2 separate regions of the Zea mays genome follow, and region 2 is linked to region 1. The links are chromatin contacts, called in public Hi-C maps. All regions are on one chromosome and are shown on one strand. Each heading gives the region's core, a stretch centred on a gene start, on an enhancer-like site or on the middle of the called end of the contact. The rest is flanking DNA. Distances are from core to core; before and after follow the strand shown.

Region 1 (2,743 bases), core at 106-2,605:
TACAGCATGCATCAGACCTTTTTGTGCATCTGAGCATATAGCAAGTACTGTGATATCACCCACGACCTTTTTCAACTGTTCCATGAACCAAATCCAGTTGTCAACCGTCTCAGATTGGAAAAAGCAAAAAGATACAGGGTACATCCAATTGTGGCCATCTACACCAGTAGCTGATGCTAGGTGCCCGTTCCATCTACCGTTCAATGCTGTCGAGTCACCACCCTTACAATATCCAACGTATCTGGTTGTCGAAGTGACATCAATTCCAAGCTCGAATTCATGTTTTATTGCATACTGACGCATAGCAATCCTAAATTCTTTCATGTTAGGAAACAAACAACCTGGCTGCATAGAAGGATTAATCCTATTGTACACCACCCTCTTCTCATCTGGAATGTAGTCTTCACATTCCTCATCACCATGGTGTTCTTCGTTGTCAATATCCAATCTTTCTTGCGAATGAGAAGTTGTACCACTGCTATAAAATGTATCACGATTTCTATTTTTTTCAGCCTCATCATCTGAATTCAGTCCAAGATTACAATATACCTCATTTTCGCATGGAACTTGTACTCTTCCTTCTTCATCCAACTCATCAAAAACTATAATCGAATCCCAGTCCAGTTGTATTGTTCCATCAATCCTCTGCACTTCCTATATTACAGACAATGGAGAAGCATCCAATAATCAACGACAATATTTTCACAATTAATGACACAGTTCTGTAAATTTATCTCACCTCACTGGCACCTATTTCCCCCCTGTCACTGGTCCAGCAGTTGAACTCGGTGCCGCCAATGGCAACAATGGCGCAGTTGATTGCACAGGGCGTAGATCCGGGGAGTTGCTGTCTGGCGAAATGCCGAAGGGGTCGAACTCCATGGTTCCGAACTCACACAAACCCTAAGCAATAGGAATCGAGGAGAACTTAGCTAAAAGGGAGTTGAGAGGAGCGGTTTCGAATGGAAGAAGACGAGAACTCACCTCGCCGCAAGAGGAGGACAGTAGAAGACGACAGCTCTCTACACGCAGAGGAGACGCAAGAGCTGGGCGACGATAAACGCAAGAGCTAGGCTCTCTACACGCAGAGGACACGCAGAGGAGACGCACGAGCTGGGAGACGCAAGAGGAGGACAGAAGAAGACGCCGTCTGAGCTGGGCGACGGTAATGGCGCAAGGTAAGTAATCGCTGTTTGCTCAGCTCCAATTCACTGTCTCGTATCCATTTTAGTGATTGCCTACTGGCTGCGTCTCCAAAACAGCGAAGCCCTCGGCAACGCCTCCAATTCTTCAAAACCGTTTCTCTGATGTTTTATAATGGCAATTGTCTCGATTTTGACATGCACGTAGTAAGCTGGGATTCTTCGTATAGACCGGATTAAAACCCTAGGCCCTAGCCACCGCCCACCGTCGCCTCAGCAAATCCTCCTCCCGTTTCACCATGCCGCCCTGCTGCTCCCCCACCACCTCCGCCGTCACCGCTGCGGCGGCATCTCCCGGCGCCTCGCGCAGCGGGGGCCTCCTGCGCCGCTCGCGCCCAGCCCCCGCCGCCGTGGTGAGCTCCTTACCCCCACGCCCTGTTCTTATTTGCTCTGTTCGTGCCCGGGCCATGCGGCAATAATCACTCGCCGCCCTGCCATCCGGACCGACCGGTGATTTTACGGCGACGGCGCGTTCGGAGCTCGGGAATTGATATTACGGCGATGGTCGGCGTTCGGAGCTCGTTTTTCTTTAAATACTTTTTTCGCAAGCGCGGGTTTAAAGCTTTAGTTTTGGATCTTGGACACTAGAGAGTACCCATCTTGTATCTGCACACAAAGGAAGTAAGTTGGGAAGTTGTGCTACTAAAAGGGCGTTTTTCAGGACTCCTTCAATTTGTGGCTCCTTTAAAACGTCTCTGTGATGACCCAAGGTGGCGGTGCTTAGGCGCAGGTATGAAGTATTAGTGGATCTTTCGAGTATTAGGGTTTGGGCCATATTAGGGCCGTATTAATCTTCTATGGGCTGTAATAAGTGATTAGCCAAGGCATTAGCCATTCTGTTAGTTGGATCTCAGATGTATAAATACTGTAACTGTTTGTTGAGATGGAAATATGAAATGAAATAGGAACAGACACCTGAAACCGAACTCACCTGTCTCCTTGGCGTTGTTCTCTTCGCCGATCTGCTACTGACTCACGTCCGGCGAACCCTAGCCGCGGCCACGGGTCATCACAGTCTCCTGCTCCTGCTCCTCTGTTTTACGGCTTATTCTACAAAACGTTGGGCAGAACACCTCCGGAGAAGTCGGAGCCTTACCAAATAGGCCCTAATTTATGTCGAGCCTGTACAATGTGGATTTTTTTTGAACTTCTGCCTGGTTATATAAGCTAAAAAATGGACTCGTACGTGCAGAATTGTAAAAAGATTGATTCTCTGAGGTCAATCAATGGAGCACCACCTTGCATTCCGGTGTCCAACAGGTCGTTATTGACTCCTGTAACCTTGCCAGTTTTCCGGGATCCAAACATGAGGAACGACACGAGGCTGCGCATCTTCTCAGGCACAGCCAATCCTTCCCTTTCCCAGGTCAGTTGAGTCTAGCATGGAGAAATTTTATCTCCAATCTTTATTCTAGGCCTCTAGCATTGCATTGAGTTAGGTGGAGGCGACTAACTAAACTGTATTAACCAGCTACCACCTTAGAGCACTGAGTACATTAACTTTGTTTGAGTTTGGAATAGTGATTCGTATAAAAGTCGAT
Region 2 (3,115 bases), core at 232-2,731, 250 kb before region 1:
GGCGAGACGGAAATCCTCCATGGTCGGCTGCCCTTGTCCGAGACTAGGCTCGGACGAGGCGTGATCGAGTCCCTCGAATGGACTGATCCCTGACTTAATCGCACCCATCAGGCCTTAGCAGCTTTATGCTGATGGAGGTTACCAGCTGAGAATTAGGAGTCTTGAGGGTACCCCTAATTATGGTCCCCGACAAGAAGGTTGCGGCGACGACATGAAGACAACACATGATACTGGAGATAGATTTGTGATCGATGGGACGATTGGACGACACAAAACAGTGGCCGAAATATGGTTTTCGTGTTGGATTTAAAACCAACATTGATTTAGGGAATCCCAACGAGGTTCGTAAATGTAGAGATGAAATTGAGTTTTGTATGGAGTTTGTAAATTTAAGGACCGACTTTATATAACTATTGGAGAAGAGTTTTCTCAAAAACGTCTTAAATTTATATTTAAAGAGTTATCTACATAACTATTGGAGATGCTCTAGGTACTGGTTTATCTTTTTTATGTTGTTGCATAGATTTTTGTGAAATTTTACATAAATATAGAAATCTATGAATATTTATCTATTCGTATTTTTGTCAGAGATAAAATCGGGTTCATCTGGGTGTCTTTTGTCTTCTCAAATTTCAAATGGGAAACCGAGAGCATATGAAGGGGAACTGGGGAAGGGATACACATACACTACTGCACGTCTACACTAGTACTGACTACTGAGGTGGCCCGAACAACCTTTATCCGATTATCCCCCCGCATTATCTCTCTCGGTAGTTCCCCCGTCCCCCTCGCGTGCGCTCTGTGGCGACGACTGCTCGGCCGCCGCCGCCCTACGCGCAGGCGCCCAGGTTTCCACCTTCGCCGGCGACGAGCGCCCACAAGGTGCGCACACCCCTCCTCCTCCGCTCCTGCCGTGCGAAACCGAGCACTCAAACCCAAGCTCTTTGTATCCGGATCTGAAATCTGGTCCAATTACAAGTGTAGTAGACATTTATTACGCCTAGAAACTTCGAATTTCTTTGCAAAAAATTGTCGGGGCGGGTCCGCCCCTGCTGCACCTGTCTTCGATTAAATGTACTGCCTCGGGCGAAGTTGGTCGGGTTACGCCGCAGTGGCCAATTCGAGTTTGGAAACCGCCAAGGTCATTGGATGGGAGTCACTGGAGTAGTGGAGTGTACGGTGCTTCCTCAGTTCTGAGATCTGAATGTAGTTTGCTCACTCAAGTTGGATTCCTGACTCTTCAGTTGGCGGCAACAGATTTTATCTTTGTCATTCATGGTTCTGAGGAATTACCCTTTTTTTTTGTGACCCTGATAAACTACCGAGCATCAGAATCAACCTACGCAGGACGTTAATTCTGTTTTGCTTAGATTCCATGTCTTCTTTGATGCTAAAATTTGGTGTGGTTAGCAGGAAAACAATGGAGTGGTGGGCTGCTGATGGTTTGTACTACTTCCGGACCTGAAAGGAGCTTTTTACAATGGCACCGGGAAGCAGCATTGTGACTGTAGTCCCCGAGTCGGACTGTGGAGATGACGATGGGCTTTCTGAATCACTTGGGGGTATCATGCTTGACGTAGACTCTGCAAGTAAACCGTGGTCTACATCGGCATCGCTAGCCAATGTTGCATTGTCGTCGCTGTGTGGCTTGAATGATTTGCTCGAATGCCCAGTGTGTACCAACTCGATGCGCCCACCTATACTCCAGGTCTGTCTGCTTAGACTTATCTTCTCCTTTTTATGTGCTTTGGTGATTGCAGTATGCATCTTCGCATGTTATCTGTATGCAAAGAGAATGCTGATAGCTTACATTGCCTATTAGATGTGTAGATTGAGTTAGTATAGAAGGTGGGTTATATGGTATGTATGTTGCATTTGCACCACCTTAAGTTATCTAGGTTTGCCCATTGATCTCAAGTTGTTCAAAATTCTGTTCTATTAAACATCCTAGTGTAACTTTTGTTATTGTCACATTGTAATCGACGTTAAGTTCTCTTGTATCCATGTGTTTATATCAGTCCTTTGTTTCCTCCATATGTTTATATCAGTGTATGCATAGTGCTGGAGCCCATGTATATTAGTTTATGTCTTCACTTCCTTAGAATTTGGTATGGTACTATGATCATGACCATCAACAAGCTTAAAGGCTTTATTTATAGCGCATTGGGATATTTTCAAGTTCCCCTGCCCACTCCACATACATGATACTATTGCGTGTTGTCTGTAATTAAGTTTATTGCATCCTTGGTCTACATTTTTTTGTCGACGAGTTATCTTTATCCTTCCAAAGAAAAGGTTAGCCTTATTATAATCACAATTCCGAAGTTGAGGTAATGTTTCTACACATTTTTTCATTAGAATAATTAGATGAGTTGCAAACTAATCGTGTTACTTGAATAGTGATGGTATCCGTATCACTTCAGGATTTACATCATGTAATTTAAACACCAGCTTCAATTGCAGTGGCTAGAGTTGCAGAGATGAATCCTGGAAATGGTAATGGTAATAATCTACTGGTTCCTTTGTTTCTGCAGTGCCCAAATGGCCACACGATCTGCTCTAGTTGCAAGCACAGGGTAGAGAACCATTGCCCAACCTGTCGCCAGGAACTGGGAAACATCAGGTGCCTAGCTCTCGAGAAGGTGGCAGAGCAACTCCAGCTTCCGTGCAAGTACCAGAGCACGGGATGCACCGAGATCCACCCATACAAGAGCAAACTGAAGCACGAGGAGCTCTGCAGGTTCAGGCCGTACAGCTGCCCGTACGCAGGTTCCGAGTGCCTGATCGCAGGCGACGTCCCGTTCCTGGTGTCCCATCTCATCAACGACCATAAGGTGGACTTGCACGAGGGCTGCACGTTCAACCACCGGTACGTGAAGCCCAACCCGTACGAGGTGGAGAATGCCACGTGGATGCTCACTGTAAGTAGAATGACGAGTTCTGTTCGTGCTTAGGTTTAGATACATGGGGAATTTTGCTGGTTATTTGATCTGGATTATATCTGTATGGTAGATATATGCATTTGACTAAAGTGACCTGCATAGCGATCTTCCTAACTAATAAACTTACTTCTGAGACGTCTTGTTTTTTTCTGAATGTGATCACACACTTGTGA

The links. Hi-C and Micro-C count contacts between places; a contact is called where the count stands out from the background.
Region 2: a contact with region 1 is called in a Hi-C map of leaf, with 7 times the contacts expected there. The contact joins the promoter of LOC100170245 here to the promoter of LOC100272744 in region 1. A contact is called at or near these places in 2 of 25 Hi-C or Micro-C datasets (leaf and tassel).

The regions. Positions count from the first base shown.
Region 1 is chr5:76,073,258-76,076,000 of Zm-B73-REFERENCE-NAM-5.0, reverse strand. LOC100272744 (EC synthetase) reads left to right here and starts at 1,355. Exons shown (of 10, transcript NM_001147197.1): 1 at 1,355-1,555; 2 at 2,395-2,568. The coding sequence starts at 1,442.
Region 2 is chr5:76,323,417-76,326,531 of Zm-B73-REFERENCE-NAM-5.0, reverse strand. LOC100170245 reads left to right here and starts at 1,481. Exons shown (of 3, transcript NM_001130126.1): 1 at 1,481-1,708; 2 at 2,535-2,921. The coding sequence starts at 1,481.